Linked DNA regions of Mus musculus: all the other regions are linked to region 4. The links are chromatin contacts, called in public promoter capture Hi-C maps. All regions are on one chromosome and are shown on one strand. The core of a region is the stretch at or near the end of the contact, and the rest is flanking DNA. Distances in the headings are between cores, read along the strand shown. Region 1 holds the start of Ankrd13c (ankyrin repeat domain 13c). Region 2 holds the start of Cth (cystathionase (cystathionine gamma-lyase)). Region 3 holds the start of Lrrc40 (leucine rich repeat containing 40). Region 4 holds the start of Tyw3 (tRNA-yW synthesizing protein 3 homolog (S. cerevisiae)).

Region 1 (2,855 bases), core at 66-2,565, 3.3 Mb after region 4:
ATGTTACAGAATCTCAGAATTTACATTTTTCTTGTACTAAATATCTTTAATAGTACTCATATTTTGATGTCCCTACCCATTACATACTATAAGCCTTAAACCTCAAAGTTTAAAGGGATGAGATGTTTGTTTTTTGAGAACAGTCACTTGAGGCAACCTTCCTGTATCTACTTCCCGAGTGCTGGGATTGTAAGCATATACCACCACAATAGGTTGTCTTAAAAAAAAATGTTCATGGTGTTTGATTTCACTGAAAGAACACTTAGGAGTTTTAACATCCATCAAGAGGTAGCAGCCAGTAATTAGGTACATGATTTTGGCTGCCTACCTACTATTTACTGTTTTTTTTTTTTTTTTTTAAGACTAATTTTGTGTGTGTGTGTGGGTATGCACCAGAGGACAATTTGTTGGAATGGGTTCTTTTCTTTTACCATGTGGGTCCCAGGGATTGAATGCTCAGTGGCATGTCATGTCACTGGTCCATCTACTAATTTTGGGACAGCATTCACTCTGTAGCTCAGGCTAGCCTTGAATCCATGTGATCAATCCTTTTGCCCTTCCTCAGTTTCTGGAGTGCTGGAACTTATTGATGTGAGCCACCATGTTCAGTTTAGTTTTCTAAATGTTCACAATTTCATCACACACACACACACACACACACACACACACACACACAGTGCTTTGATTCCCACTCACTACCTCGACTATTCATTCTATACGTCTTATGGCACTTTTGTTCTACACCATTTTATTTCGCTGGGTTACTGTGCAATTCCTGAATCTGATCTAAGATCCGTTTCCTACTTCCAAAGAATTTATGTCCAAAATTCCAAACTGTATAACTAGCACTCTGTGTAAAAACACCAAGGACCTCCAACTTCAATATGCTAAATTTGAACTCATTTTTAAAGGAGTCTTAAGCTTTTTCCGGATTCACTGTATCCCAGAGCATGCTTTCATCATCTCTCACCCGGGTTACTGCCCACTTATTTAAAAACAATTACTCCATTTCCTCAAGTAAGCATCCTCCACATACTTTAACTCTGACGTTTGTCCCAAATACACTCAACTAACAGCTGTTTGAAAAATCCTCCATTCCCGGTGTAATAAACAGCCTTTGAATTCCAAAGTCAGGCCCTAGATTCCTCCAGGATAACTGGCCATCTCTCCTCGCCTACAGCCTTGCCAGCCTGAGCAAGTCCTTGCACAGGTTAGGGAACCCAGCAGAGTCTTAGCGAGTGTTTACTGAAGGTCCAGCGCAGCTGAGTGACGTCACGTCCGATATCCGGTGGTGTCTTCCTACGTCGTTCTGAGGGAGGTTGACAAACAGGGTTTCAGCCTTTAAGCTAGAGTTCGTAACTGCCGTTGACCTCCTCCTTTACGAAGGCCCAGAGCACCAGGTCAGAGCTCTGAGTCTGGGTCTGAATTCAGCCGCAGGGCCCGGCCCAGGGTGGAACCCTGTGCGAGAGGAGCGCGGGCGCTGCCCGGACCCTGACCCAAGCGCAGAAGCGGCCCTCTAACACTCCGCGGCGGCGTTTCCTCCGAAGCTCTCGCGAGAGGAGCCGGGGAAAGATGGCTGCGCCGGGTCTTTCCGAGTGAGGAGGAGGCGGCGGCGGCGGCGCCGGGCGTCGTGCGGTCGTGGTCTCTTGAGCTGCGGCTTTCCTCGTCCGAGACGAGGGCCGCCGCCTCCGGGAGATGCGCGTGTCGCGGACCCGCGGTCGCCCCGGGAGTTCATGCTGCGTGCTAGGCTCGCGGCCGCCGCTCTAATCGCCCGGCGCCGCCGCCGCGCCGGCTCGGCCCGCGGTGAGCCTCCCGGAGCCTGTCCCGCGCGCCGCGGCGGCTATGACCGGGGAGAAGATCCGCTCCCTGCGGAGGGACCACAAGCCCAGCAAAGAGGACGGGGACGTGCTGGAGCCCTGCGAGGAGGAGGCGACAGCCGCGCTCGGCGGCGCCTTCACCGGGGGCAGAAGCGGACCGGGCGGCAGCGGCAAGGGCGGCAAGGCCTGCCATAAGATCTTCAGCCACCACCACCGGCTGCAGCTGAAGGCGCCCGCCGTTCCGGGCCCCGGCGTTCCGGCCCCGCCGCAGCACAACGCAGTGACTGCCACCTGCCCTGCCCCGGCCTGCCTGGGCGGCAGCAACCCCGCTTTAGTCGCTGACGGAGGCGGCTGCCCCTCGCTCTACCCGGTCCACGAGTGCGTCTTTAAGGGGGACGTGAGGAGACTGTCCTCGCTCATCCGCACGCACAATATCGGACAGAAAGATAATCATGGTGAGCTTTGCCTAATTTCCGTCCCCTCGGAGGTGGGGTGGGGGTGACCGTTGGCCTCCGGGTTCCCGGTCCCTTCTCCCGCACCGTGTTTTCCTCTGGCGGAAAACCTCGAGTCTTTTCAGGTGCAGCGAGCGTGCCAGGGGTCAGGGTGCAGCAAGGATGTTTTCTTCTTTTCCACCTGAGCATTTCGGGACAGGTTGCATTTTCTCTGCGGCAGTCTTTGCGAGTGCCAAAAGGTCGGGCTATCTCACATCCAGGCAGGTCTTCTGGGTTTTAGGGAACGTTTCCTTTTTCCCTCCCTCCCTTCTTGCCGGTCTTCACCGCCCAGGTACGCGCAGATAGATGTGAGTTTTTATCCGTCACTGACCTCGTGCTGTAAACACTGGTTTTTGAAAGCCATACTGAAATGTGTCCGCATTTAATTTCCCAAAGCAATTGAAGAGACTTTTGTTTTTGTTGCTCTTTCCACACCAGGACCATTTTTCATCTTGATTGAGACTAAAGACATACTATGGTTTTCATTATAAAGTCTTAGCCACATGTACTGGCTGGTTTTATGTGTCAACTTGACACAGTTGGAGTT
Region 2 (2,700 bases), core at 69-2,568, 3.3 Mb after region 4:
TTTGAACACTTGAGACCTTAGTTCAGGCTAGGATCCTTCTTGTTAACCTTCAGTGAGACTCTACATGTAACACACATAGATTTTAAGTACGCACTTGGTACATAAATACACATTAGCTATTAACTGAACATACCGACTGAAACTAATCTTAATTCTAGGATTTTCATTGTTTAGTGTGTGAGAGAGAGGAGAAAGAGAAAGAGACTGAGGGGGGAGGGAGGAAGAGAAGGACAGGGAGAGAGGGACGGAGTGGGTGAAAGAGACTGGGGACAGAGAGAAGAGAGGGAGGGGGGAGAGAAGGAGAGAGAGGGAGAGTGCAAGCCTTTGGGTGCATCAAAGAACAACTAAGGTGGTGGTTCATGCCTTTAATCCCAGCACTTGGGAGGCAGAGGCAGGCGGATTTCTGAGTTCGAGGCCAGCCTGGTCTACAAAGTGAGTTCCAGGACAGCCAGGGCTACACTGAGAAACCCTGTCTCAAAAACAAACAAACAAACAACAAAAAAAAAACAACTACAGGAGTTGGTTCTCTCCTTCCATCCTATAGATTATGGGATTGAATTATAGTAGTCAGGTCTGGTGACAAGCACCTTTATATACCTGCTGTAATAAACACCATGCCCAAACCAACTTGGGGAGGAAAGAGTTTTTTATTTTACTTCCATTTAACAGTTCACCATGGAAAGCAGTTAGGACAGGAACCTGGAGGCAAGAACTAATGCAGAGGCCACGGAGAGGTGGCTTCTTACTGGCTCGTTCACCCAACTTCTTATAGAACGCAGGGCCACTAGCCTGGGGGGGGGGGGCACCCACCATGGACTTATCCTCCCCCATCAATCTCTAATTAAGAAAATGCCTGCTTGCAGCCTGATCTACTGGAGGCATTGTCTCAATCGAGGTCCCCTCCTCTCTCGCTTGAGTCAAGTTGATATAAAACTAGTCAGCACGACTGCTGAGCCATTTCACCAGCCCAAGAGCCTTCATTTTTCAAAGTAGGACTGGCTGCAGGTAGCTTCGATGCTACAGAATTCAACAACTTACAGTTCTGGTTTTTAACTGAAAATCGCAGAGAGCGCATGTCCCGAGCGCTCCCACAGTCAGCCCAGCCCTGCCCGGCTGCTTACCGAGGACTGGCCCGGGAAGTCCTGCTTAAATGTGGTGGCCAACGAAATGGGCAGCACCACGGCACGAGAATTCCATTGCTCAGGCTCTTGTCCCACGTGGATGGCCTGAGTGGCGAAATGCTGGAAACTAGGCAGGAAGCCGCTCAAAGAGGCGTCCTTCTGCATGCTGGGGCAGGAGTGCGAGGTGTTGCTTTGGCTAAAACCTTCTGGACTTTGGCGCTTATATCCAGGGTGGGGAGGGGCCGACGCAACCAATCATCGCTGGTCCCTAGGCAGCGGCCCTGCTTATTGGTCGGCAGTGGAGGTGTTGCCCCGATCGTTCCTGCCCCGCCTCCCAGTGGCACAGAGCAGTGCCCACGTGGGACACCTCAGCACTGAGGTGCAGCACTCAGCCCAGAGATCCCCTTTGTCTGCAGGATAGGGACGCAACCTCCAGCAGCCTCGCGTGGCCCCAGAGTTCCGGCAAGGGTCACGCAGGCAGGTGCTTCCCTCGGATCTGAGGACCGCCACAGCTGTGCCACCAGCGCCCGCGTCTCTACTCTGGCCAAGATCAGGCCTTAAGGCCCAAGCTTTGCTCCCAAAAAGACGTAGCTTTGACCTAATTTTACACCTTGTCCGAGAACTGGGGAATTTAAGGAGTTTCTGTACCTGGGAAGTCGAACCTAAAACTTTGTTTTTTTTTTTGTTTTTTTTTTTTAAGATTTATTTATATTTACTTATTATTATATGTAAGTACACTGTAGCTGTCTTCAGACACACCAGAAGAGGGAGTCAGATCTCGTTACGGATGGTTGTGAGCCACCATGTGGTTGCCGGGATTTGAACTCAGGACCTTCAGAAGAGCAGTCGGGTGCTCTTACCTGTTGAGCCATCTCACCAGCCCGAACCTAAAACTTTGAAACACTGTTGAACGAATTTGGAAGGTGTTAAGGAATAAACAACTGATTTTAAAAGCTACGGTTTGGAAAAGCTACGAAGAGCAAACACAATCAGTATGCTTTTCAAATTAGCTCCAGACACAATCACCTTCCAGAACCAAGTGTACACTGCCAGAGGCACAGGGGAAGCGGGTAGCCTCTGAAACACTAACGGGTTACCATGCTTGCTTGATTAGTATTTCTCCTTTTAAAGTATGTTCTCAGCCTGAGTATATTTTAACGATGTGTTTGTGTGTGTGTGTGTGTGTGTGTGTGTGTGTGTGTGTGTATTGCACCACATGCATACTTGATGTCTACAGAGGTCAGAAAGGCTGTTGGATTCCCCTGGAACTGCATTTGGAAACAGATGTGATCTGCGTGTGGGAGAGAAAGCCAAGCCCTGGTGCTCTGGAACCAATGCTCCTGCGGGCAATGCTCTTGCTCCCTGAGCCATCTCTAAAGACGTAAGTACATTTTGATGAGATCACAGAAAACACCGAGGAGTAGAAGGGCCTGAAACAGTTCTGAGTCCAGTTCTAAGTACAGTTGGTAAGCCCTGGGTTATACAAACATGGATGTTTTCTATTTGTTTGTATACTTGTCTGTTTATCGTATTTGAGAGTGCAGAGGAATGTGTGGCACACCCATAGAGGTCAGAGGAC
Region 3 (2,700 bases), core at 167-2,666, 3.4 Mb after region 4:
AGAAAACAAATTAATTTAAAAACTCATTTCTGTGATGGCTGACATGTTGATGGCTAACTATGTTTAAAAGTTAAAAATCTCTGTAGTTAGGCAAAATTAGACCTCCTATGTTAAGGACTGCTAAGGATATATATTTTTAACTGATGTTCCTGTAAATAAATTTGTTCTGCTTGAACATAAACACATTGTAATTTTGCATTCTTTGCCTTTATAAACCCGACTGAGGTGGCTGGGCGCTGCATTCTAGTGAATCTCTAAACATCCCCCAGACTCATAACCATTTCATACTGGTGAGATGGCTCTGCAGGTTGGTGGAAAAAAAAACCCACTCCCTCAAGTTGTTCTCTAACCTCCTGAGGCACCAGGGCACGTGAAACCCTATTCACGTGTGCAAAAAGAAACACTAAACTTAAAGAGGAATGTAATAGAAAATCAATTTCAGTCAAAGAATTTGGTCTGCGCTGGACACAGGATTCACGGCCCTGCCCACGTTAGGGAATTATATCCCCAGCCCTGGATAGTTGAGGGCTACTTCTTCGTTTGGGAAAATATATCAATACTTTGTAAACTCCAGGAAAAACTAAGCAGGAAATCGCTACTTATTAAATAAAATTTTCTTTTTTGTATTTACAACAAAACTACGCATTTAAATTTTCTTTGCTTTCTTTCTTTCTTCTTCTTTTTTTTTTCCTTTTTTCTTTTTTGAGACTGTTTCTCTGTTGCTCTGGCTGTCCTGGACTCGCTGTGTAGACCTGGCTGACCTCCAATTCAAGAGATCCATTTGACTCTGCCTAATCTAGTGCTGTGATTAAAGACGTGCGCCACCATGCCAGGTCAGTATTTACATTTTCATTATCCGAAGTTATTTTTAAAACTTCTTAAGACTGGATTATCGGTAAATCAGTGAAAAATGAGCTTCGTAAGCGTGGGACCAACTGCATAAGTTAGTCTGTAAGCGAGCAGGATTCGAAGTCCGAGCCCTTCACCACAGCTTTTAGCTGTCAGGTGGGTACTTAAGCTTAAGGGCCAAGCTTCGTGTCACTCGCCATCCTGTTCTCCGGGATCAATTCGATCACCGCACTGAACTCAGCGATCCCCAGGCCTGGCGCCCAGGGCCACAGGCCGCGCCTCAGGTTTCGACGCCGCCACGTTCTGATGCGACGTTGGGTAGCGCAGCCATGCCCGACCGCGCTGTCTAGGGAGCCCATGTTCCCCCCACGAGGACCTCTCAGCCCGTTAGACGCACTTACCCGAAAGAAGTTTCTCCTGAGGGCGAGGTTGGTGAGGGCAACGGAAGGGCTCGTCGGTCCTGCGGTCCCGGGAGCTGGCGGTGACGACATCAGCGCGCGCAGCTAGGGCAAGGCCCGGATTACTGTGAGGCGGAAGGGGCGGGGTTATCCAGCCATGGCACCTTGAAACGTCACAGCCGTGGTCGGGGCTTCCGGTGTGAGCTTTTGAATATGTCGCGCCAGCTGAGAGCCCCTAGGTTTGACCCTCGTGCGGGATTCCACGCGGAGGGCAAGGACAGAGGCCCCTCTGTTCCCCAGGGCCTGCTGAAGGCAGCGAGAAGCAGCGGCCAACTCAACTTGGCGGGAAGGAACCTCGGGGAAGGTGAGGCAGCGCGCGAACATCCTCTTGGTCCCCTGTGCACCCACCCGCGCCTGCTCCGTGGCCCTGCTAAGACTGGCCTTGACTTACTCGAAGTGTTCACTGAGATGTCCACAGAATACGGGATAAACATCGTAGTTTGGGAGTAAATTCGCTGTGAGATAGAGGATAGGCAGGTATTTGATTCGCCTTCCTCTTATTTTCGTTTTACCAGCTCCCCTCTGTGAGCTTAGAATAATTTTCTTTCAAGCCTAGCCTTTTTTTTTCTTCCACTTGAGGAAAATCCCAATGACAAACATACTCCTTATCCTAAGTACTAATTCAGAGTAAATGCTGCGGAGTATATGAATTTGAGAACATCCTGAGAAACCTATGAATGATCAACAAGCACAAATCTACATATTACTAAGTATAAATAAATACCTTTGTAGTGTATGTGTTTGGTAGGAGAGGACAGAGACAAAGAGAGGATTGAGAAGTGAAGCATTCTTTCTGTAATATTTTTTTCTACTTGCATTGATTAAAATCTTCCACTTCTAATAATGTACTTATGTATCTGTAAGGTTGACTAAGTAAAGACATTATGTGTATGCTTACTGAATGTGATGATTACTTGTGTCAAGTTGACACAATCAATGAGGGATTATTTAGATCATGTTCTCTATGAAGAACGTCTATGAAGACCTGTCTTGATTGATAATTGATGTAGGAAGATCTAGCCCACTGTGGGTTGTGCCATTCCCTAAGTTGGGTCTTGAATCCAAAGGTTGAGTCGTATAAAAAAGTGTGCGTGCCTTAATTCATTTCTCCCTCTGCTCTTGATTGTAGTTGTGTTGTGAGTAGCTGTTCCAAGTTCCTGCCATCTTGACTGATGGCCTGCAAATGAAATTATGAGCTAAAATAAACTTTTTCTCTAAGGTTCTTTGTTATGGTATTTTACCACAGCGTCTGGAAAGAAGAGTAGAATAGAAATTGGTACCCAGAAAGTGGATAAATCTGACTACATGGTTCCTAGGATATTTGAACTATTTTATATGGCTAGAATGTGGAAGGCTCTGGAATGTAGGTCTAGGAAAAAAGCTGAATGTTATG
Region 4 (2,700 bases), core at 23-2,522:
GGCTGGAAGTTTCACTCAGTGGTAGAGTGTTTGCTGAGCATGATCGAGACCCTAAGTTCGGTTCTCAGTACTCTGCCACTCCTAAATGAAGAACAGGAACAAGACAAAGACAAGTAACTAAAGAAAATAGTTCAATCTTGGCAGTTGGTTAAAATGAGGAAAGGATTGCAGGTTACAGAACAATATAAATTTGGATTTTCTAAAGTAAATTCTGCTTAAAAATGAAAATATATAAAATATATATCATATTCTATTATGATTATATTTTGTATAATCATAATTATAATATGTTTTCATTATAGATATTTTACACATAGTATATACATATATATTTATACATTTATAAATATATTATACATATATGTGTATGCATCCCTCATATGCATATACATATGAATGTGTTGTGAAACATGGCTTGGAGAAGAGACAACAGTGTTTTGGAGACTCGTCTGAATAAACCCAGGCAGGGCAGTTGTAGAAGAGGTGTGGGCAGCTAGCTTGTGAGCAAGAGTGTCCATGAACAGAACGGGAGTGGTGGAAGCAATATAAACATGAACAGACCTCGATAATCTGGGACTTCAGTACGTGAAGAACCAAGCGGAACCTAGCGACTTTTAACCAGCAATATGGGGCCAGGCACGATGAGAAATGTTGGAAATAAATTACCCTATTTCACGTGTTGTCTAGTTATCCTGTGTTGTGGGACAGGAAGAGGATGAGAGCGTGCAGCCAGGGGCTTTGACCATGTATCTACAGTACTGTTTCATTTAGAGCTAAAATGCCCAGGGCTGTAATAATGACACCGGCCACCAGGGGGCAGCGACCCCTTAACCTTCGGGCGCCCATCTCATAGCGACAGTGATTGGGTTAGCGCGGCTCGAGGGCGAGCGTGACCGAAGGGACTTGGAGACTCGAGCTCCTCCAGCGCTCTGTAAATCCAATCCCCAGCCTTCGCCACTTAAGCTAGCTCCACCATCACCCGGAGGACGCATTAGCATTGCACAGCCTCCCCCGGCCCGGGCCTCACCCCGTCCAGAAGGAGGATGCGCCCTGCGCAGGAGCTGGTGGTGAAAAACTCTTCCCGCGAGTTCAGGAGCTCCACCACCTCCACCGCGTCCTCGTCCACACTGCCCTTGCGGCTAAGGTCCGCCTTGCTCAGACTCTGCGCCTTCCACCGGCCGAACTCCGCGCTACGGTCCATGAGCGAGCGAGCGAGCTGGGGTCGGCTTTCTGCTCTGGAATGCGCCTTCTTCTCCATGGGCGCAGCCATATTGCCGCCACGGTGGCCGGAGAGGACCAAAGTTCCCCATTGGCGCAACCAGGAGCAAGACGTGCGCCGCCAGACCGTACAGGCGTAAACCGAGAGGGGGAGCCTAGCGAAGTTAGGGAAAGCCAGCCCACCTCTTTCCCCACAGACCTTCTGGAGCTTAGGAGGTTTTGTTTCCTACTCTAGAGGAGGGTAAGTCACCCAGGACCGCAAGCAAGGTCCTACTCTTGTCTGCCGGGAGGCTTTTTTTTTTTTTTTTTTCTTTCTTTCAAGTTCTAGGCTCCAGGAGATCTATCTGCACTGGAGAACTGCACAGCAGGCGGCCGGTGGTTCCGACTGGGGTAGCTGCCTACTGATGCCTGGGGATTTCTGCCGCCACCCAGGCACTCGCGCCCCAACTCCGGGTTCACAACTTCCCAGGTGCAGGTAGAGGAGGTCTGTGTTCTGTCCTCCGGTGTGTATGCAGTGGGCGTTGTTATTCCTATTTTTAGACATAGTGGCACCCACCTACAGTAGTCTTCAAAAGAAAGAAGAGAGACCTAGAGAGAGTCAGAGACAGAGGGACACAGAGAGGGACAGAGTTAGAAAAACCTAATACATTGTTAACTACATCTTGCGCATTTACAGTTCCCAGAGTTCCTGCCTCAGTCTTGTGACCAGAAAAGACCTGTTAATGATTGAAAGTGCAGAGGCCACTGTGTGGACTTCGTGTCCACCTCGAGCCCCTGAAGCCACCATAACTCCCCGCTGGCTCCTGCCCTAGGAAATGCAGCTTGTAGCAAGCAGCATTCTGTCACACTGAAGCGGGGCCTGCCCTGTCCATGAGATGCTGCAGGGGTACAGAGTGATCAGTGTGAAAGCAAGACCGTGACAACATCATATAGCCAGAAGACTTGGACTGGATACTTTAATTTTCATCATTTATTCGTGTTTCCAAGTTAATAGTAAGCCACAAGCTTCCATGAGCCATTCTGGAACAGTGGCAGTACATTTTATAACTATGAGGCCTCTTTTTTAGTCTTCATTTAAAACTCTCTCTAGAAATCAATTTTATTTTATTTTGCTCTTTTTTCCACACCGTGTGTATTCCTGGTGCACTCAAAGGACAGAAGAGGGTATTAGATCTCCTGGGACTGGAGTTAGAATAGGTTTCGAGCCTGAGTCACCAAGTTGGTGCTGGAAAGCCAAATGAAGCCCTCAGCAAGAGGATAACAAGTGTTCCTTGCCGCTAGCCCTAACCTTGGCCCTCTGCACTTCATTAGTAATATGTCTTTCCTCTTGAGTTTGAGAGTTGACTCACTAACTCTATGTTAAGATATACATACGTCTAACATATCCCCTACCCATTTAACTTTCATTTAAACCAATGAATGAGTTTCAATCAGTCTAGAGGAGGAATTTTTAACTGTGTATGTCCTAGAAATAAAAAGTAA

The links. Promoter capture Hi-C pulls out the DNA fragments that hold promoters and counts their contacts.
Region 1: a promoter capture Hi-C map of pre-B cells shows a contact between it and region 4. The contact joins the promoter of Ankrd13c here to the promoter of Tyw3 in region 4. A contact is called at or near these places in 3 of 39 promoter capture datasets (cranial neural crest, liver and pre-B cells) and 3 of 484 Hi-C or Micro-C datasets (B cells, CD4 T cells and regulatory T cells).
Region 2: a contact with region 4 is called in a promoter capture Hi-C map of pre-B cells. The contact joins the promoter of Cth here to the promoter of Tyw3 in region 4. A contact is called at or near these places in 2 of 39 promoter capture datasets (cranial neural crest and pre-B cells).
Region 3: a contact with region 4 is called in a promoter capture Hi-C map of pre-B cells. The contact joins the promoter of Lrrc40 here to the promoter of Tyw3 in region 4. A contact is called at or near these places in 3 of 39 promoter capture datasets (cranial neural crest, liver and pre-B cells) and 2 of 484 Hi-C or Micro-C datasets (CD4 T cells and pre-B cells).

The regions. Positions count from the first base shown.
Region 1 is chr3:157,945,685-157,948,539 of GRCm38.p6, forward strand. Ankrd13c (ankyrin repeat domain 13c) reads left to right here and starts at 1,316. Exons shown (of 13, transcript NM_001013806.2): 1 at 1,316-2,272. The coding sequence starts at 1,843.
Region 2 is chr3:157,923,745-157,926,444 of GRCm38.p6, forward strand. Cth (cystathionase (cystathionine gamma-lyase)) reads right to left here and starts at 1,319. Exons shown (of 12, transcript NM_145953.2): 1 at 1,122-1,319. The coding sequence starts at 1,286. It overlaps 1810013D15Rik (a long non-coding RNA gene), which reads left to right and starts at 1,464. Exons shown (of 6, transcript XR_867796.2): 1 at 1,464-1,602; 2 at 2,359-2,502.
Region 3 is chr3:158,035,266-158,037,965 of GRCm38.p6, forward strand. It overlaps Lrrc40 (leucine rich repeat containing 40), which reads left to right and starts at 1,417. Exons shown (of 15, transcript NM_024194.6): 1 at 1,417-1,611. The coding sequence starts at 1,461. Srsf11 (serine and arginine-rich splicing factor 11) reads right to left here and starts at 1,341. Exons shown (of 13, transcript NM_001379531.1): 1 at 1,251-1,341. The coding sequence starts at 1,340.
Region 4 is chr3:154,595,826-154,598,525 of GRCm38.p6, forward strand. It overlaps Tyw3 (tRNA-yW synthesizing protein 3 homolog (S. cerevisiae)), which reads right to left and starts at 1,273. Exons shown (of 6, transcript NM_172474.5): 1 at 1,028-1,273. The coding sequence starts at 1,201. It overlaps Cryz (crystallin, zeta), which reads left to right and starts at 886. Exons shown (of 9, transcript NM_009968.4): 1 at 886-1,459.